Regions from separate parts of the Mus musculus genome. Here all the other regions are linked to region 3. Evidence: chromatin contacts called from public promoter capture Hi-C data. All regions are on one chromosome and are shown on one strand. Each heading gives the region's core, a stretch centred on a gene start, on an enhancer-like site or on the middle of the called end of the contact. The rest is flanking DNA. Distances are from core to core; before and after follow the strand shown.

Region 1 (5,093 bases), core at 2,405-4,904, 1.2 Mb before region 3:
ATTAAAGCTTCTGCTAATGAGTCACCTGCCCTGTTCTGTGTCCTTGCCTTGCCTTTCACCTGAGTTACCTCTCATGAAGCCACACCTCTTACATGAGGTCTGAGCCTACCAAGAACCTAAAACCTCATCACTAGGTAATGTGATTAGCAATAAGTAACCTTTAGAGTCCCTCCCCACACGTGGGGTCTGGTGGCACACGCCTTTAATCCCACCACAGAGCACACTCACCTTGTTACTTATCCACACGGAGCAGTAAGATGAGGTATCGAGTGTCATCCTCTCAGGTATAAATGAGGACACTGAGGCACTCGAGGCACTGAGAAGGTGAGAGCTCAGGCCAGGGTGGCTCAGCTAGCAAAGTGGCGAGAGTGATGTGGACAGGCCTTCCCACTGCAAGGGGAAGGCTTTTTTTTTTTTTAAGATATATTTTAGCCTGTGTGTGCATGTGGCCATGTGTGTCTGTGTCTTTGTGTGTGTTATGTACTTCTGTTTGTGTCTTTGTGTTTGTATCTGGGTGTGTGGGTTTGTCTGTATGTGTGTGTGTGTGTGTGTGTGTGTATCTGTTTTTGCTATGTCTATGTGTGCCTGCATGTATTTTTATATGTGACTGTATCTGTGCTTCTATGTCTGTGTATCTGTATCTGTGCTTGTGTCTGTATATCTCTATGTGTGTCTGTGTACAAGTGTATGTGCATGTGCACAGGTGCCCATGGAGGTCAGAAGGGGCTTATCAGATGCCCTAGGGCTAGAGTTACACTTGGGAGCCACCCAGTGTGGGTTCTAAGAACCAAACTCAAGACCCAGGAATAAGCAACAAGTCTGAGCTCACATCCATAGGCCATCTATCTCTCCAGCCCCATCTTCTCTCTCTTTTTTTTAATGACATCTCTTTTATAGGGATGGACCTCAAGTCACTAAGGTCCTTGCTACTGGCTTGAAGTAAATACAACTGCTGCAGACAGAAACTCTCATTTCTGACCTGCAACCAAGCCCCAAGAGAGCCAAGTCTGTGGAAGGCAGTGTCTGGAGCTCTGGAAATCAATAGCATGTCAAAGATCAAGCAATAGTCCTCACTAGAAATAACACATTTGAGCCCGAAGCAGTGGTATAGCTGCTTAATCATCAAATCAATGACAGTGAACTCTGTCTCAGGGCCAGAGGAGACACCCCAGTTCCTCATGAATCCATGTGTTCAGGAAGCCGGACAAGTAGGTGATCAATTAAAAATGTCCATCTCGGGGGCTGGAGAGTTTGCTCAGCAGTTAAGAGCACACACGGCTGCTCACAACTGTCTGTAACTCCAATTTCAAGAGATCAGACACTCCCTCAGACCTGCATGCAGACAGTGCACATGAAATCAAAATAAATAAATAAATCCTCTTTTAAAAGCCCATCTCAAGGATAGAACTAATGAAGAAACCAAGCACTTATGTAAATAGACTTCCCAACTACCATCTACTCCCTGCCCCTCCTCAGGTGACACCCTGAGAATGCAGGTCTGAAATTACATCCCCACTCACCCCCACCTCCACACCACCTCGGTGAAGAAGAGAACCCTGCTGAGGGGAGTCATTTAGGAAGAAAACTCTATTTGTCCCCAACAGTGACCCTGGCTACCTTCCATTTCCTATAGAGATTATTGGGCAAATATACATTTTGTTTTTGTTTTTCTTTCTGGAACACTTTCCAAACCAGAAAAGACCCAAATATACTCTTGGAGAAAGCAGGCAATGACGAATCCATGCCCAGGAACATGGCCTGAGGAGGCTCCCAGTCTTCCCCATCCTACAGTTAGGTAACGTTCAATGCAAGAGTGAGTTTTAACTACACTTCTTAGTGTGTAATGGACAGAACTTGCTTGGATCAATACTAATTAAACTAAGGAATCCCAGACCAATGCCAAGGTTTCTCAGCAGATAAGCAAGATAAATCTCCCCCAGCACAAGAGAACTTTTTCCACTCAGCTCACCTTAGGAAGGGGGACTAACAACTCAAGGGCAAGAGCAGCGGGCAGCAGGTAAGAGAAGTGAGTGAGCTTCCAGAAGTGCTCAAATAAATAGCTCACATAACTTGCACAACTAGATTCTCAAGTACAGACCACTGGAGCTTCACTCTACAGACAAGGCAGTAGAAGAAATTGCCCAAAGGAGCCAAGGGAACAAATGCTAGAGTCCACGTGTGTCTGTGCCGCCAACAGAGTGCATATGAACAAGGAATTGGCTGGAGTGGCCAGTGGTTCTCTGTCTCGGACATTTAGTCCTAGATAACCCAGGCAGGGTGTGTCCTACTGGGAGACAAGACAGGGATGGATGGCTATACCAAGCACTCTAGCCATTCACCAGTCCAGTCTCTGGCAAGGAGGGGACTGAGGGGGTATGTTTGGAAAGAAATAAAGTGTGATAAATTCTCTCAGAAGTTAAAATCTCACACCATAAGGCCCGTTGAGTATCAGCCAAATACCACAGTAAAATAAGAGAGAATATAATCCAGGATAAAAAGGACCCAGGTGGCAAAACTACATGGATATATGTACATAAAGTAATGGGGTTGGGTTGCAGTGTGTAAAGCAGGTGCCATGAGTGCTACAACTACAATATCGAAGCTAGCCACAGGGACACAACCACCCCCCACCCCACCCCCCACCCCCACACACACACACCATAACCCAGTGTGACAAATCGATATGGACTTTTTCTTATAAAATAGCATTCAAACTTATAGTCCCCGGGGTAGCGACATGGCATCTCCTGGGTTCATGTTGGACATGCCGATCCCAGAGTTCAAATATCACACTAAAATCAGAAGTTTAAAGAGGAAGTGGGCTGAATTCTGTGTAGTAACAAGCCCTCCACATCACTCTGCTGCACACTACATACACACAGCCTGTGAACCACAGTGACAAGAAGACGCTTAAAGAAAAATTGTCACAGGACAAAATCCAATTCCTAGCAACTCCGCAACTATATCTTGAGCGCCTACTAAGCGCTAAGCTTCTCACTTTCGTGGCAAGTAAATGTCAACGAAGTCTGGGACAGCTGTACTATGAAAGTCTTCTCTCCGCACATCTGCTGGAAGCACTGGAAGTCTCCAAGGTACTGGGGAGTTAAGGAGACTGGAGCCTGTAGCAAGCCTAGGTGACCTGACTTCTGGGGAGGCCCCTGCTCTTCACCACTCCACGCTCATCGCCCCAGCTACCTCTGCGTGGGAGCCCACAAGGTCACCGATGTCTGAAGGCTGCCGGCGGAGCCACTCGTAGCCCCTCTTCACCTCTGCCTACTCCAGGGCACGCAAGGTTGGGCCACCCAAGTGGCCAGTCCACACTAAGGACCTCTAGGACACCGAGCGAGAGAGTCACAGCCAAGGGGGCGGGGCACTGCGAGTCACCTGAACCACGTGGTTTCGCCAGCTAGGGTGACAGGGTCACAGGCTCGAGTTTCCTCCCAGCTTCGTCTGGGCGGCAGAGCCTGAGCTCAAACGTCGCGGAGCACATCTGCACCGGACCCACCGCTCTCCACGTCCCGCACAATCTGGCAGCGGGATTGGCCAGGACTCTGTGCGCGGGTGCTACTCACCAGAGGGTAGGGAAGCTGCGCCGCGCAGCCCGGAACCCAAATTCCAGGAAACAGTGCTTTCGCCACCAGAGCGCCTACAGAAGCCGGTGCCGCGAGGCCTGCCGGGATTTGTAGTTCTTTTCTGTTCCTTAGACTAGAGGCCACAGCTGTGGTCCCTGAGCCAGAGGAAAACCTTTCCTTGTCTGCTAAGATACCGACAAAGAATCATACTGAGAATAATTTAAGGAGTCAAAGTATAGATCCATGTTTAATGGATGATGTAATTCTGGATCTGTAGATTTTAAGTAGGCATTAGATTCTAATTAGAATTCTAATGAGTGAGTCAGCTATTCCTGTTGAAACGAAGACCTTGAGAGAAATGAAATGAAACCTTGTTTCAGTGGAGAGAATTGTAGGAGAGGTTAAATATTTCTGTGAAAATTGCCATTATTATACGGAAGCAAAGCGAAGTCTCTGGTTTGACAAAATGCCTATTATCACTATTCATCTGAAATGCTTTGCTGCTACTGGAGTTTGATTGTTATGGTGGTGGACTTTCCAAGACCAACACTCCTTTGTTGATACCTCTTAAGCTGTCACTAGAAGAATGGAGCACCAAGCCGACTAATGACAGCTATGGATTATTTGCTGTTGCAATGCACAGTGGCATTACTATTAGTAGTGGGCACAAACTCTACTGCATCTGTTAAAGTCCCTGGCTTTTAACAGTCTAGAACTCGATGAGGGGAATTTTGTGGTTGACCAGATGTGTGAAATAGGTAAGACAGAGCCACTGAATGAGGAGGAAGCAAGGGGGTGGCTGAAAATTATGACGATGAAGTATCAATTAGATTTGGTGGAAAAGGTTTTGAACAACAACAATAAAAAAAATGTAGAAGGTATTGGACTTCTTGGAGGACAAAAGAGCAAAGCAGACTATGAGCTGTCCAACAAAACATCTAATCCTGATAAGGTGGTTGGGACCCCATTCACTGACAATAGAAATTCTGAAACTAATGATACTAATGGGACCCACGAATCTGACAGGAACGAAGACTCCAGTGACCCAACAGGCGTTAACATGAATGGAGTTGAGAATGAAATTTCCTATGCAGTGCAAAACTTAAAGGAGTATGAGGGGAAGTAGTTGCTTTTTGATGATTCTAAAGCAAAAGTTACATAATAGAAAGACTTTCTGAGTTCTCTTTGCCCTTCTACATCTCCTACATCAACTTCCTACTTGCCATTCTATAAAAAATTATAGTGAGTATATTTTCCCTGTAAATATTAAACAGACACGGACAGATGTTGGTAAAGTTGATTACATCTAAGGGTCTTTAGTTTATCTTTTGAAGCTATTGGATATTATTGGTCTCTCGAGGCTTTTACATACTTTTTACCTATTTTTTAAATACTGAAAACCATGTTGACTTTTTAGAATCATTTTCCTTACTACAGACAAGTGATGGATAAGCTGGGAACCAACTTGTCTAGATTCTAAATGATCCAAAATGGAAACTTGAAACAATTAACACTTTTGGA
Region 2 (4,870 bases), core at 2,187-4,686, 1.9 Mb after region 3:
ATATCTGACTCTTATGCTCTTTCAATATTAGAGTTTGTCAGTAACTTATTTTTAGTGATTTAGCTTAGGATAGCCTACAGGATAAAGAGCATTGAGGAGCCAGGTACTGGATAGGGCCATATATTAGGGGCTATGAGTTATGAGGCTGTACACACAGCACGGCTTCTTAGCTCTTGGTCCAGAGAGAGCTGCAGCAGGGACCCGGCCTGGTTTCTCCAGGCTGCCAATCTGGTCTCTTAGTGCGGCGCGGGTCGTCCACGGGCAGGCCCATGATCTGACAAGGAAGGCGAGTGGAAACCTGATAGCTGTGGAGCCTCCTGAGCCCTGAGTGTTGAGAGGCTCCCCAGCTGCATCCCTTCTCTAAATGTGACAGAAAGTGGGCTTTGGGCGCAATGTAAACACGTTGGGTTAGAGTTCCCCCAACAGTAAAAACAATGCTTGTGTTGCCCAGGAAATTGTGAAATACTGTGTAATGATCTTTAAAGATACAATGGATCCCTTCATCTGGATTTGTTTAGGTGTGGTCCTTGCTAAAGGCAAAGGGGAGGGTCAAGTAACTTGAAGCTTTTTCTGTTTAATACACCCATTAGACTGCTGATTAGGAGAAGAAAAAAATGAGGGTTGTGGGTATAGTCTAGAGCGAGAGTGTTTGCCTGCCTCGGGACCATGTGTGAGGCCCTAGATGAATCCCCAGGGCTTCGAAACCAATCTAAAACTCAGGGTCTTCCCCACCTCACTTTATTTGGCTAGGCCTAATGCTGCACACTCCTAAGGCAGAGGCAGGGCGATGGCTGGGAGATCGGGGCTAACCTGGTCTATATGATGAGTTCTATCCAAGCCAGCCAAGGCTACATGATGAGACTGTTTCAAAGAAAAAAAAAATGAACAAGCTGTAAGCACTAGGAAATCATTCTGAAGGCATCTTTTGGGGGCTCACTCTAGCGCTTGACCATAATTACTAAGCAATGAAAAATGCTAAAGAAGTCAAATGCTGAGTTTTGTAGAATTTTTAAAAAGGGGGGGGGGTGTAGAATCAAGTGGCTAAAAATCAGCCATGAGATCCCCTTTGGTGTCTGTTTTGATTTTTCTGGACAGTGTCAAATTAGTTCCGGTGGTTTGATTCCAGGCCAGGATGCTGGCCCGATTCTGTCTCCCTTTGTTCCGTGCAGTCTCACCGCACCTCTCTTTCTCTCTTTTCTTCCCTTAGGCTGAGGGTAAAAAGCTAGGTTTGGTGGGCTGGGTTCAGAACACCGACCGGGGCACCGTGCAAGGGCAACTGCAGGGCCCCGTCTCCAAGGTGCGCTTCATGCAGCAGTGGCTGGAGACCAGAGGAAGTCCCAAGTCGCACATTGACAGAGCAAACTTCAACAATGAGAAAGTCATCGCAAACTTGGATTATTCAGACTTCCAAATTGTAAAATAATGAAACGAATCTTAATATTTTTTCAAAATAATCTCACTCCTTTTTTTAAATCGCTAGATTAAAAAAAAAATAGAACTATTCTGTGCTCAGTATTAGAATTTGTTAGTAAGTTATTTTGGTTGCATGTTGGAAAAGTTACCACGTATTACAAGTATGATGAAATACAAATGTGTATAATTCTAACCAATAAAAACACATTAGAACCTTATGCTTACATTGCTTCCCCCCCTCCCTTTTAATCCTTAGTGAACTTTGGGCAACATGATTAATTCGTTATTGTGAGAGGAAAATTTTGGGGTAGTTTAACGAGGTCTGAAAGAGAAGTAACTTTGCCATTTCTTTACATTGTTTACACGGGAGACTTCATGTGTAGCAAGAGCAAATGCCACCAGGTTGGGCTGTTCCGTGTTCACATGACGCACTGCACTAATTACTTTTGGTTTTCAATCCTTTGGAACATCTACAGTCACTCCTTTTCCAAAGGTGAGAAATTCAGATAAAGTAGTTATGGCCTGGATTGCGCCTCCCCTCATTTGTATACCTAAACTACTCTAACCCAAGGACCAATCCCATTGGACTGCTGACTCATAAGAGTGTATGCACCACAGACCACGTGAAGACAGACAGCCACACCCAAGAAGGAATCCTGGCCTAAACTCCAGCTTGTCCTAGAACTGGAAAGAAAAGAAAACAAACAAAAACCCCGGCTACTTAAGCCACCCAGCCTGTGGCCTTTTGTCATGAAGCCCTGGCAAACTGAACAATAATCAGAAGTTTGCTTCATTGGCTCCACAAGTCTGATTTGGTTTGGTTAGTAATTAAATATATACTCATTTAAAACTTTGTCCTAAGTTCCTTTAAAGGGAGGAGGGATGTCCTCCCTGTGGAGATGGCTCAGCAGTTAAGAGCACTGGCAACTTTTCCAGAAGTCCTGAGTTCAACTCCCAACACCCACATGGTGGTTCACACAGTCTATGGCTCTAAGACCAAGGGATCCGATGCCCTCTTCTGGTGTGCAGAAGTACAAGCAGACAAAACCCCATACACATGAAATACATAAATCTTTTTTAAAAAGTTTCTGGGAGGAGGTTTGGATGAAACAGAAGACAAAAACTGAGGATTGCCTAATAATTCTCAAAATATTCTCACTGTGCTCTTGCAGGAAAAAGCCGTGGTGGTATGGGGGTGGGGAGAGAGAGAGAGGGAGGAAGAGAGGAAGGAAGGGAAGGAGGGACCCTGATGTCCTGATTTGCAAATCAAGAGAGTTGGGCTGGGCAGACGTGGAGGTGGGGTGGGGAGTGGGAGCACACCTTTAATCCCAGCGTTTGGGAGGCAGAGGCAGAAGGATTTCCGTGAGTTTATAGGCCAGCCTGGTCTATAAAGCGAGTTCCGGGGCTGTTACACAGAGAAATCATGTTTTGAAAGAAAAACAAAAACAAAATATGAGAGAAAGAGAGAGAGGCTTCTCAGCCCTTTCCAGCTTCGTAAAGCTTTAATTTTCAAGAATGCTCTTGCCAGGCAGTGGTGGCGCACGCCTTTAATCCCTGGATTTGGGAGGCAGAGGCAGGCAGATTTCTGAGTTCAAGGCCAACCTAGTCTACAGAGTGAGTTCCAGGACAGCCAAGGCTATACAGAGAAACCCTATCTCGAAAAACAAACAAACAAAAAAAGGAATGCTCTGCATTCATTCCCTGAATATCTACTTGCCACCAGGACACAGCAGTAAACAAAAAACCAAACTACTTTCACATAGTTTACAATCTAGCGAACAAAGACTAAGGAAACAAGAAAGATATATGTGGAACTACATATTAGAACATGCAAAGGAGACGAGAAGGGGAGCAAAGTAAAATTTAGTAGAAACAGCCTTTCACCCCATTCCGAAAGAGAATAAGACAAAAGAACTAATTGGAACCCGCCAGGTGAAGGGACGCGCAGCTTGGCCACCTTAGCGCCTGCGCACTGAGACGTCGTGCAGACGCCGTCTGGCGGTGTCTCGGAAGCGCATGCTCGGGAGCGCGCGCTCGGCGTTGGAGGTGGTTGGTCGGTGAGAGTTGATGGAGGAGATTCGAGGTGAAGGGGGAAAGCACGTGATGAAATGTGGTCCAGAGAGCTTGTCTAACTGGACAGGAGCAATGGTGACTGCCGCGGGCCTGTCTGGCGGGGCCCCGGCTCCCCCGGAGGTGCGGGGTGGGTGGATTGCGCAGGCGCGGCCCGGCCTGCACGGGATGCCCGACTTTCCAGACCCTAGAACTGCTCATTACACATTCACCCCGTTTGCCAACGGTGGCTAAATGCTGTCGTAGCCCCGGTTTTTCCAGGCTTTAAAAACAAAACAAAAGAGCCTGTCACCTGCCTCACTGTTGTCACTTAAGAATGAGACCTTTAACTACCTAGAGTCTTAGGGTTTGTATAAGAAAACCTGGAATCAGGGTCCGACCACCCCATACACTCACTTTTTATTGCCAAGCTATGTTCTGGGGATATAAAAGACCGAGAGTATCAATATAAAAGAATATCAGTAATAAGGGCCTTTCTGCAAGCTATCAAGCTACACAGGAGCAGGACTTAAATATCAAAGGAGTTTTACCTCCCCCACCCCCACCTCTTCCTGAGAAAGTAATGGCTTACTGTGTCTCCTTGATAGATTTGACTTTGACTTAGTCCCATTGTTTTTTTTACCTTCTTACTTACAGTGTCTTAGAACATCAAAGGATTTTCTAAAAGCCGTGGTTATTGTGTAAAGTATAAATGTTATGAAACTAGCTTGGACTTTTTTCATGAATAATTTCTAGCTAATGTTTCTTAGCTGCGTTTAATTTAGGCATCTGTTTTTAGTGAAGTGCTTAGAAATTTGAATAGTGTCTTTACGGATCAGCATCTAGCGTAATTATAATTTCACTCTAGGGCATTCATTTTAGGAACAGCGAAAATTAATGAAATTATGAATGCTTTGGAATTGAAGCTTGTTATACCAGTGCATGAGTTTTGTGTGCTGTCTAGAAACTAGAAGTATACTTCCCTTTCGCGTTTTGGTTTAATACTCTAACTGTAGTTCTTTGTAATAGTCGAGAGAAATGGGTGATGTGATATAACTGAGGTTTGCTAGAGTATGTGTTGTGTTTTGTTTCCTGTAGGTGATTATTTTCCAGTCAGAGAAGGAAGCCAGTGTCTGCCACTCCCTCCACATGTGTCCCTGCCATGATCAGGTGTCTATCAGATGACGTAAAAACCAAGTTGCGTTCCGGTTTAGCCATAAGCTCCTTGGGCCAGTGTGTTGAAGAACTTACCCTTAACAGTATTGATGCTGAAGCAACATGTGTGGCCATCAGAGTGAATATGGAAACCTTCCAAGTTCAAGTGATAGACAATGGACTTGGGATGGCGGGGGACGATGTAGAGAAGGTGGGAAACCGGTATTTTACTAGTAAATGCCACTCAGTGCGG
Region 3 (5,366 bases), core at 2,299-4,798:
AAATCTACCAGCCCTGTATGTGCTATTTTGTCAGAATTACAAAACTTGATTTGGAATAGGAAAAGTAAATTTTTTATTCAGCATATTCGGGCTCATTCTACTCTGCCAGGCCCTATGACTGAAAGGAATGCCCTGGTAGATGCAAGTACTCGTATGGAATTCATTTTTCATGTTACTCCATTAGAGCTTGCAAAAGGTTTTCATCAATTGTATCATGTCCCCGCTGCCACATTGCAGTAAAAATTTAATATTTCCCGGGCCTCAGTAAGAACTGTTGTATTGCAATGCCCTCAATGCGTGCAGTTTCATCACCCTCCCCATGTTGGGATTAACCCTCGTGGATTGATCCCTCTAAAAGTATGGCAAATAGATGTTACACATGTTCCAGCTTTTGGAAAACTAAAATATGTCCATGTTTCTATTGACACCTGTTCAGGTATCATGTATGCCTCCCCTATGTCTGGTGAAAAAACCCACAATGTTATTAGCCATTGCTTAGACTCATGGGCAGCTTGGGAAAACCCAGCTAATTTAAAAACTGATAATGGACCTGCATATACATCAACATCCTTCCAAGTCTTCTGCGAAACTATGCAAGTTAGTCATACCACCAGCCTTCCCTATAGCCCACAAGGCCAAGGTATTGTGGAAAGGGCACATCGCACCTTGAAAGAACTGTTACAAAAACAAAAAGAGGGAATTGCCTACGGACGAGCACCCAAAGAACAATTATCTTTAGCTTTATTTACCTTAAATTTTTAAATTTTGGATGATCATGGTCGCTCGGCTGCAGACAGGCATGCCATGACCTCGCCTGTAATTCAACATGATGTAAAATGGGAAGATGTCTTAACTGGTAAATGGTATGGCCCAGATCCCGTTATTTCGAGATCTAGGGGAGCTGTTTGTGTTTTTCCACAGGATAAAGAACATCCAATTTGGGTACCAGAAAGGCTGACATGAAAATTGCTTATCTTAAAGGAAATTGGTCAGCCAAAGCAGAGCAGAAAGTTGCTCCTCCAGATTGCCAAACTCAACAGCACTCGACCCGACCCTGTCACCCTGGGAGACTTCACCTCCTGGATCACCAATGCCTTCTCCTTTTTAAAGGAGTGGGCAGGAATGTTGGCCTGGGGGACAGTGGTCCTCCTGGGGTGTGTCTTCTGCATCTGGCTATTGTGTCAACTAAAAAGAGAGTATGCTCAACATAAAGCAGTGGTCTACCAAGCTTTGTTGGCAATTGAAGATGGTGCATCTCCCAATATTTGGCTGGCCTCTTTAAAAAATTAAGAGTCCGCCCTAGGTCATTTGGCAGTTGTAGTCACACAGATCCATGGTATCCAGAGACGGGCAACTTTCCTCATGCACAGACCAACCTAAGAGAAGGGGCCTGGAGGCCATCATAGGATAACCCTATGATGGGTAAGGCTGTGATACTAGAGGATCGACCTAAGACAGGAGCCCTGGCCATGGACAGATTTGCCCAGGCCTAGACCAGCCTCATTTCATTAAAGAAAAAAGAGGGAGATGTAGGAAGCCAACTCTAAGATGGCGCAGGCTTTCTGTGTGCCTTTGTGGTAAACAACACCATTGCGCAGGTGCTAGCCTGACCCCTCCTGAGCAGGTACATGCAAATTAGATGCAGGCAGACTGACCAATCCTGGGGGGCCATGGAGCCTTCTCCTGTGCTAGGGTGTATATAAGCAGCCCTCCCTGGGTGCCCTGTCCCGGTAGCAGCATCGAGGTGTTCCTGCAATAAAGGCTGTTGAGAAGAATCTGACCATGTCGTGTCTTCCTTGCTGGCTGAGGTGGGCGCGACACCCCATGGCCCTTCAGCAGGAAACAGAATTTTTTTTTTTTTGGCTTTTTCGAGACAGGGTTTCTCTGTATAGCCCCGGCTGTCCTGGAACTCACTTTGTAGATCAGGCTGGCCTCGAACTCAGAAATCCGCTTGCCTCTACCTCCCGAGTGCTGGGATTAAAGGCATGCATCACCATCACCCAGCTGGAATCTTACCCTACATCTATTATTATTTTTTTTTCTTATATATCATTTTAGTTTCTTTTCCTGCTGCTATGATAAAATGCCCCAACAAAGGCAGTCTAAAGAAGAGTGGTTTATTTTGGCTTATAATTCAAGATGTAGTAAGTCACCTGGGGTGGGGGTGGGGTGGGGTTTGGGGGAAGAGCAGCCTGAAACAGCTGGTAAGTAACCTATGCATCCACAGCATGAAACAGAACAATGCTGTGTGTTGGTGCTTGGCTGACTTCCCCCTTATTATGGGCCCAGCCAGACCCAACCCAGGGAATGGTGTCACTCTCCCACATCAGTTAACCTGATAAAGACAATCCTAACCCTCTCTGCAGAGCATCTGGAGGCTTGTCTCCTATGTGCTTTTAGATAAACAGGGAGAGAAATCACAGCTAAGCACTAACAGCAAACCACCTGGCGATTTTTGCACTTGAACAGCTACTTTTTAATATCAAGTAGAATGTCCGTTTAATTAGCACCGGGAAGGATCATGTTTCCAACTCAAACATGCATTCTGGCGACTTTAAATTTGCAGTTTTTCTGTTGTGGGAGACTCGGCCCATGCTAGGAGCTACGTCAGAGTTGCGTACATCCCTAGCTGTTTTTATACCATTTCTTACATGATTAAAATCCTGAAAAATCACATCTGTATGTGGAAAATCTATATTAACCGGATGCAATGTCCTTTGCATCTAATGTGCCGCCTTCCTACATATCGGCCCTCCTAAGAGACTCAATTTTAAGTCTCTTATAAAACACACTCGCAGCTCCATTCCAGCAATGGCTTAAATACAAATGGCTCTAGGGTGGACTAAAGAAGTTCGACTTAAACCCTGGACGCTCCATATGCCACAGCCTGGAATCCCAGCACTTGGAAGGCGGGGGCGGGAGAGTCAAAGTTCAAAGTCAGGTTGGGCTGCACAGCAAGATCGTTTCTTAGAGCCAAACCGACAAAACTAGAAACCTGAGCAGATACTACAAGTGATTATTAACGTCGTTAAAGAGTCACATCTTTCCCCCTTGCCTTTGGTGCATGCCTGGACCACCAGGTCCCCTGAGAGACATACGAAGGGCGCCGCGAAACTGCAAAGTAGGGAACCATGTTTGAAAGCCCTAGAAGAGGTCTGTCTACCCGAAGCAGGGAAAAGCGCGATTGGACGCCCCTCAAAAGCTTCCAAGTTTAGCCTTCCCGGCCCAATCTACCACCACCATAAGGTTCAGCGGCCAGCGCGCAGGTGTAGAGTGAGCGGGCGCCGAGGTGCACGCCGGGAGTCGTTGTGGCGCCACGCGAAGAAGCGAGCTCTCAGCCCCGCCCCCCCCCACAGCTCTTCTCCGCGTTTCTCAGGAGAGACCCTCATCCCCGGACGTGGGGCACAGACCTTCCCGGCTTGCATCTCGCCCGGTCGGCCGGCCAAGAAAGTCAGCTCTCGGGACTAGAAGATGACTGAGGCCTAGCGGGGTCCAGAGAGCGAAGGTTGGACTAGATGGCCTCCCTCCTTCGGGCTGGCCCCGCCCCCGCCCCCTGAGCTGCTGGGAGTTGTAGTTCATGAGCCGACTCGAGTTTGTCAGTCCTTGGTTTCCCTCCGCCTCCCGCAATGCTCTACGCCTCAGGCCGCCTCTTAGCTGCCCGGGCGGCCACCACACTTTCCGCCCCGCCCAGAGCCCGGGGCCCGGCGCTCCGCGGCAAACGGAGGGAACTACAAATCCCATGGCACCTCGAGACGCCTTCTTATGACCCCTTGACGGGGCAGCGGACAAGACCCGGCGTGCCTCCGGCCCGGAGGGTGATCCTTCGGAAGGGGAGGATGCCGCCGGCCATAGGCGGTGGCCTAGCGGGCTCCGAGCTGCGTCCCCGTAGGGGCCGCTGTGTGCCGCAGGCTGCCAGAGCCGTGAGCCGAGACGTGGTCCCCCAGGCTGCAGCACGGAAACTTAAACGGCCTGCTTGGAGCTCGCGGCGCTTCCAGGCGGCAGGGTGGTGGGCCACGTTGGCTGTGGTGACGCTGCTGTCCTTTGCCACCCGCTTTCACCGGCTGGACCAGCCTGCTCACATCTGGTAAGTGGCGGAAAGGACTTGGCGGGCACCATGGCAACTGAGAGGGAGTGACGCCACCCTCTGATTGGCTTGAGGGCGCGAAGTGGGCGGGATTCATCGGAGGCACGACAGGTCCTTGGCGGTAGAGAAACTCAGTTGTATTTCGAGGGGAGTAGGGGGTGGCTGGGGAAAGCTTTCCGGTGTGTCAAACCTCGGAGAATAGGTTTGCCCTGGTGGGGGTCCCACACTCGGAGTTTGCAGGAGTTGTCCTCATGTCTTCTAGTCACCTGGCTTTAAAATGGTGATACTCAGAGGTTCTTTGAACTTGGCTGAGAAATTAGTAAATTCGTAGAACATAATTTTCCCAAAGCGTGATTTTCAAAGAAAAAGATTCCTATAGAGTAAGGATAGTTTGGGTATCGGGAGATGGCGGCACAGATTCTGAGCAACAGGTCTGGTGTTATCCTGTGAGAATTATTTTCTAGGCCTTACTTTGTATGATACAGATGGTGGCTTGAGGCTTGGTTCAATTCCATTTCCCAAGCTCACAGAGTTACTTGATCTTTAGCTGGAAGGGATGTTTTATCTTCTCTATATCACCAAACAGAAACTTAGCATAGAAGGTGTCACAAGTGGATCTTACTCAAGAGCAAGCAAACACACTGACAGGGCTGCTCCTATAGGAAACTAATAAATTACTGTGAAGCTAATTAATAAATTAGGTGCATTTTATGACTGTTGGGAGCTGTAACTACTGGGTTAAACACAAAGGCGTAATCACAGGAAGGGGAATGAATATCAGCACCTTTAGAGTTAGGTTCTTCCACCCCCTGTCAAATCCTACTATACATGACTGTATCCCAAAGAGATAGGTGTACCCACAGTGGGTTACATAATGGCCAAGGACTAACGAGTTTGGGAAATCTATTTTAACACTCACAAGCCTTAATTAGCTCTGTTCTCATAGGAGACATTGCCATATCTCTTATTGCAAGCACAGCCCTAAGAAATGGCCCAGGTCAAATGCAGTTAGGGCATCCTAGGTACATTCTTGGCACGTGTGGTTGTCCATCATCAGCTGCCACTTGTCTTAGGTGGCCCGTCTGAATCTTATCTGGCTTTGGGGTTAGACTTAGAGGAGAAAGAGAGAATTGTTTTTTGTTTTGTTTTGTTTTTTGAGACAGGGTTTCTCTGTATAGCCCTGGCTATCCTGGAACTCACTTTGCAGACCAGGCTGGCCTCAAACTCAGAAATCCGCCTGCCTCTGCCTCCCAAGTGCTGGGACTAAAGGCGTGCACCACCA
Region 4 (5,251 bases), core at 1,978-4,477, 1.3 Mb after region 3:
TATATTTATTTGTGTATTTGTGTGTGTGTGAGTGTGTGTACATTTATGTAAAGATAATTTTTTTAAAAAGAAGCTATGAATTTGAGGAGAGGGAGTGGAAGGAGAGGATGAAAGTGCAGTATACATATATGAGAGCTTAGAGTTATATATAAATAAATTAGATAAGCCTATCAGCTTTTCTCTTCCATATCGAGTAAAATTATGAGAGGTAAAAGTCCTCAAAACTGAGAGCTAAATTAGAATCACAATCCATCTCTTCTCTGTAAAGTGGAGATTCTTTGATATTTGTGAGTCTAATAAGGTGGAAATAATATTTTTAAATTAAAATCTCTCAGTGTGCATATTAAATGATCTACTCTACCATCTCTAGAAGCTACAGTTGGCCCTGTTAATCATTTTCATTATGAGGACCCAACAGTCAATGAATGACCTTGACCCTTAACCTGAAAGAACTTACAGAGAGCCCTTGTGGTTCAATGAACACGGCACAGGCTACAGAGCTCTAGTATTCTCATCGGAGCATCTTCACAGAGGTTCTGCTGTGTGTGGCCTGCCCTTCATATCATCACCGTTCTACAGCTGTAAATGCTTCAGAGAAAACTTATAGAGTCAAGGTCAGAGCCTAAGAACTTAACGTTTCACCAATCTCTAAAATTTTCAAAATCTCCAATTTTTCAATTACTAGAAGCTATGGTCAAGACACAAGGCTGACAAGATGACTCAGCGGATAAGGTGCTTGTCGCCAAACCTGACCCAAGTTCAATTCCCAGGACCCACATGATGGAAGGAGAGAACAGATTCCAGAAAGTTGTCCTCTGACTTCCACATCCGTACTGCACTCAGTTCACCTATTAGAGCCAGGAGATGGTGCATCAGGTAAATGTACTTGCTTGGAAGCCTGATGCCCCATGTTCAATCCCCCAAAACCCACAACAAAGCCAACTGCAGGGACTAGAAGGATGGCTCAACAGTTATGAGAGCTTCCTGCTCCTGCAGAGGAGCCAGGTTCATTTCCCAGCACTCCATCAAGCTGCCACAAACTCTGTAACTGAAGCTCCAAGGAATTCCATGTACCCTGGCCTCCTCAGGAACCTGCATGCCCATGCTGCACATAAACTCAAGCAGGCGAGTCTGTTTTAAAATGTGCACACAGAGAGAGAGAGAGAGGGAGGGAGAGAGAGAGAGAGCGCGCCAGATGTGGTGGGAGGTATGGCAACAGAAATGAGAGACCCCCACCTCAAAAACAAAGCAGAAGGGGGTGGGGAACCAAGTTCACCTGAGTTCCTATCTGAACTTTAGAACATCTAAAGGTGATATTGACTTAGAGGCCTAGAAACATAAGCCCACCCTTCGAATTTCTGAAAAAGGATGGGAAGTGAATAATATGATCTTGACTCCAAACACAGATGGAAGCTAGGGCCAGGCAACACAAAGAAGGAAACCTGGAGGTGAATAAAGGAACCCCCCCCTTAAGGGCGGGCTGACTGTCACTCACTCTTGGTTGGCCAGGTCCTCGTCCTCTGAGGACGATGCTGTCTCCTCCAGGTCCCGGGCCATCACAACTGGCATCTCCTTTGGGGTCTGTCATACAGTCAGCACACAGAGGCCTCAGAGACCTTTCTTCCTTGCAGTCTCACTGGATCAAACAATTTGGATGGCACAGACTCCTGTAAGAAAGTCAAAGGACTTCAAAGACAATGCAGTTGCATACTTCAGGATTTTTTGCATGATCTTTAAGATGAAAAGAAATATATTCCTGAGTATTTTCCAGTCTCTAGAAGCTTACCTTCTGCCACAGTGCACCTCACATATCACAAAAATCAAGAATTTTTTTTCTGTGTTTGTTTGTTTTTGTTTTTCAAGACAAGGTTTCTTTGTGTAGCCCTGGTTGTCCTGGAACTCACTTGTAGACCAGGCTGGCCTAGAGCTCAGAGATCTGCCTGCCTCTGCTGGGATTAAAAGGGTATGACACAAAATTTTTTTCAAACAGATACTGTCTCTGCTGTATCTAAAAAGCTGTTACTGAATTTGAGTCGTTTTATATAATAAAAGAGCAAGCACCAAAGGAGAGGCTTTAGGGCACTGATGTGGACAGTTGATAAGCCTATGTTTAGAAAATTCTTTGCTAAACAAATCTGACCAGGATCAAAATAAAAATCCAAGGTTCAAAACCCTTGCCAATATTTATACAGACTCTACCACAAGCAAACAGAATAAGCTGTTATGTTTCTAGGAAAACCAAATCACCCGAACTATTAATAAAAGGGTGGTGAAAATATTTCTCCTCAGCAGGGATCACATAAATGGCCGGGGAAAGGGGAAGTCAAATACTCTAATTATTGGTACTTTTTTTTTTAATCACACATTTTAATCCGGATATCAAGTAGACACATAAAATTAGGAAATCTCCAATTCCCAGGCTTCTAACTTCAAACACTTTCCATAGAGAAAAAGTTTCATGTTCGTTATAGAGAAAATAGAAACGTTTAGGGAAAACGCTTAACCTTAATGTCACTACTCAAAGATAATCAATTCGTGGCAATTCTCCAAGCTTTTGCTGGTCTGTGCATTGACTTATACAATAAGACTCTCAAAAACAAAGCAACTGCAGCAAGCAGCAACAGTGACTAACCCCGACCCTACACATCTTCAGCAGAAATGAGTAATACCAAACAACCTCAATGATTCTTTTCGGGTGATTCCTAAAGGAACTTCTCGACCTTACCCAAAAATGCTTGAGAGTCTTTTAAGTTAAAACCTTCAGGGATGCCCACCTTTCCTCGGCTCCCTGAAGAGTAGAACGAGATAAATGCTCAGGAAGTCCTTGCCCCTACAGGGACCAGCCGCCAGCTCCAGCCCAGCACACCCCAACCCCAGGCAGCTCCGCAGGCAAGGACGCGGCGACTCTGCCGCAGCGCTTCTGCCCAGCACGCCCGGAAGCCAACAGCTGCTCCGGAGCTCGGAGGGAAGCGCAGCGGCGCCCGCCTAACCCTGGAGCGCACCTCCCCGGAGCGCGCCGGCGCAGGCGTTTACCTGTCTCATCTTCTCACGGCTCGGGGCCGGCAGGCGGGGACCACGCTCTGCTTCACCTCCCTCCTCCTTCCCCAGCCCGAATCAACGCAGCCGCCGAAGGCTGCTTCCCCCGTTACTACAACAACCAACAAGCAACCGCCCGCTAAGAGCCACTGCGCAGGCGCCCGCCAGCGGCGCGAACAACGCTCGGCTGCGGGCGCTGACGGATGGCGTCACCACGGCGCGCTCAGACACCAGAGCCAACCCAGGCTGTCACCAGAAGGTTTCTTGGCTCCTTTTTCTCTCTGCGTTTTCCCCACCCCTAAAAGACTGACTCCAAACTCAGAGTTCCGCCACGCTCGACAGAAGGGTTTACCGCGTGAGCGGCGTAGCAGGAAGAGGCTCAGGCGGCGGCAACTGCTGATTGGCAGCAAAGGAGTTCACTCCCTATCGCCTGCTCGAACTGAGCCAGCGTAGCCAATCAGAACGAGGACTGACAAAAACAACCCAATCCTGGAGCTGGGCTGAGGGAGGGGGCGGGAACAAGTGGCCCAGGTGGACTTGGGACCGGAGCTGGCCTAGGGAGAGCTGGTTTGCGGATGCTGCTGATACTGCTGCAGTAGTACTGGATCGTCAGGTAGGAGAATTTGGAGTGGGATGTAGCACCCGAGTAAAACTATCTGCAAAATTTAGGAAAGTGGGGGTTGCCTGGAAAGCAACCGGAGGTGGTGGTGGAGGAGTCTAGAAACGATGTCCAAGAGGAGGTGCTAGGAAAATGGAGATTTGGTCAATTCTGGGGATGGGTGAGTGAACGGGCAGTCGTTATGAACCTAGCTCTGCAACGAGCTTTCACTTTTCCTCATGTATTATCGGGTAACCCTCGAGATAGAGGCTTATATCCCCATTTTACGGATGAGAAAACCGAGTCTCTAGAGTCTCACTGGCTTGTCTGAACCCCTCAGATATGAGTGGTGTAGCTAGGATAGGAGTCTGCCTCTATTGATTGTTAATTAGTATCGCATCCATGCTGACCTGGGCAAGGGTGTACCCCACCTCTCTCTCCACCTCATAACTCCAAGGGAATGGGTTTAAAGAATTGGTAGAGTCATACAGAAATGCTCTGGTGTGTTTTCATCAGCTCTGGGATTTCTAAGATCTGTGAAATAAATGGAGGGTGTAAGTTCTACGTTCTACTGAAAGGGAGTGTGTGCGGGGGCGGGCTGGGGGGATTTTTAAATAACCCAAGCTGGTGTTGAGAGGAGAAAGTAAAAAGAAGTAGATTGGCATATGCTGTAAGTGTCTGTGAAGATCAGCACACCCCAGCATCTCTAGACTGGGACAGTCCCCGTTTGAGACCTCTTTCCTCTGGGTCCACCCTTTCTCTCCTGGAGCCCTTTATAGTTGGTTTTTCGTCATCACTTCACTTGATGTCTATATACACTGGGTAGTAGGGAATCATACTGAAACATTACCACAGTGATAAGGGAAGCCTGATAGTTTCTTACAGCTTTCAGGCCAAAGCAGTTAGCCTGACAATAGGTAAATGAAGGGCCAATATGATGGTGGCTATGACAAATTGTCTCTGTGGGATCCCTTTAGAGCTGATGGAAATCACTACTCAGCGAGGCTTGAGCTAAACAAAAAGTACCGAACCTAGCTCTCTCTCCTACCAGCTTCCTCAAAAAATGGGAACTTTGCTGCACCTGGCCGCACCCACCTTTAATCCCAGCACTCAGGAGGAAGAGGCAGATGGATCTCTGTGAGTTCCAGGCCAGCCTGATCTATGTAGAGTTCCAGACTAGCCACATAGTAAGACCCTGTCTCTAAATAAATAAATAAGTAAATATTTTTTAAAAGATGAGAACTTTATCAAAACATTCTATGAGGGAGTATTGCAACAGAGTCCACAGACCCTGGCACTCAGCCACATATTAGCTATGTTACCTAAGCAAATCACTTAGCTCTTGGTTCTGATCCCCATCTGTAAAGTGGAAATACTAATAGTGCCTGCCTATCCTGATGTAGGGAGTGAGTGAAATAAGATGTTATATACTTGGGGCACATATAAGTGTAGGACACAAGTGTTCCGTAACTATAGCTAATGTACTTTTCTTGAAACCCAACATCAAGCTATGACAGGTCTTTTCCAAGTCTTTTCGATTGTTTTAGTTTATGAAACATGATGTGTCTGGGAGCCATGCAGAGGGAAACTAAGAAGACTAGTCAGACAGTTACACTA

What was found. Promoter capture Hi-C pulls out the DNA fragments that hold promoters and counts their contacts.
Region 1: a contact with region 3 is called in a promoter capture Hi-C map of pre-B cells, with 4 times the contacts expected there. The contact joins the promoter of Adck1 here to the promoter of Gstz1 in region 3. A contact is called at or near these places in 4 of 39 promoter capture datasets (3T3-L1-derived adipocytes, the C10 cell line and pre-B cells).
Region 2: a promoter capture Hi-C map of liver shows a contact between it and region 3, with 2.8 times the contacts expected there. The contact joins the promoter of Mlh3 here to the promoter of Gstz1 in region 3. A contact is called at or near these places in 2 of 39 promoter capture datasets (cranial neural crest and liver).
Region 4: a promoter capture Hi-C map of liver shows a contact between it and region 3, with 2.8 times the contacts expected there. The contact joins the promoter of Erg28 here to the promoter of Gstz1 in region 3. A contact is called at or near these places in 3 of 39 promoter capture datasets (the 3T3-L1 cell line, liver and pre-B cells).

The regions. Positions count from the first base shown.
Region 1 is chr12:88,359,075-88,364,167 of GRCm38.p6, reverse strand. It overlaps Adck1 (aarF domain containing kinase 1), which reads right to left and starts at 3,654. Exons shown (of 11, transcript NM_001277297.1): 1 at 3,573-3,654. It also overlaps the pseudogene Gm5655.
Region 2 is chr12:85,269,165-85,274,034 of GRCm38.p6, reverse strand. It overlaps Mlh3 (mutL homolog 3), which reads left to right and starts at 3,436. Exons shown (of 12, transcript NM_175337.2): 1 at 3,436-3,496; 2 at 4,561-4,870. The coding sequence starts at 4,625. Acyp1 (acylphosphatase 1, erythrocyte (common) type) reads left to right here. Exons shown (of 3, transcript NM_025421.3): 3 at 1,208-1,637. The coding sequence ends at 1,423.
Region 3 is chr12:87,145,889-87,151,254 of GRCm38.p6, reverse strand. It overlaps Gstz1 (glutathione transferase zeta 1 (maleylacetoacetate isomerase)), which reads right to left and starts at 3,548. Exons shown (of 9, transcript NM_010363.4): 1 at 3,411-3,548. The coding sequence starts at 3,425. It overlaps Pomt2 (protein-O-mannosyltransferase 2), which reads left to right and starts at 3,353. Exons shown (of 21, transcript NM_153415.4): 1 at 3,353-4,084. The coding sequence starts at 3,627. Gm6566 (predicted gene 6566) reads left to right here. Exons shown (of 3, transcript NR_136901.1): 3 at 922-1,780.
Region 4 is chr12:85,822,869-85,828,119 of GRCm38.p6, reverse strand. It overlaps Erg28 (ergosterol biosynthesis 28), which reads left to right and starts at 3,227. Exons shown (of 5, transcript NM_021446.3): 1 at 3,227-3,649. It overlaps Ttll5 (tubulin tyrosine ligase-like family, member 5), which reads right to left and starts at 3,200. Exons shown (of 34, transcript NM_001081423.3): 1 at 3,034-3,200; 2 at 1,496-1,667. The coding sequence starts at 1,569.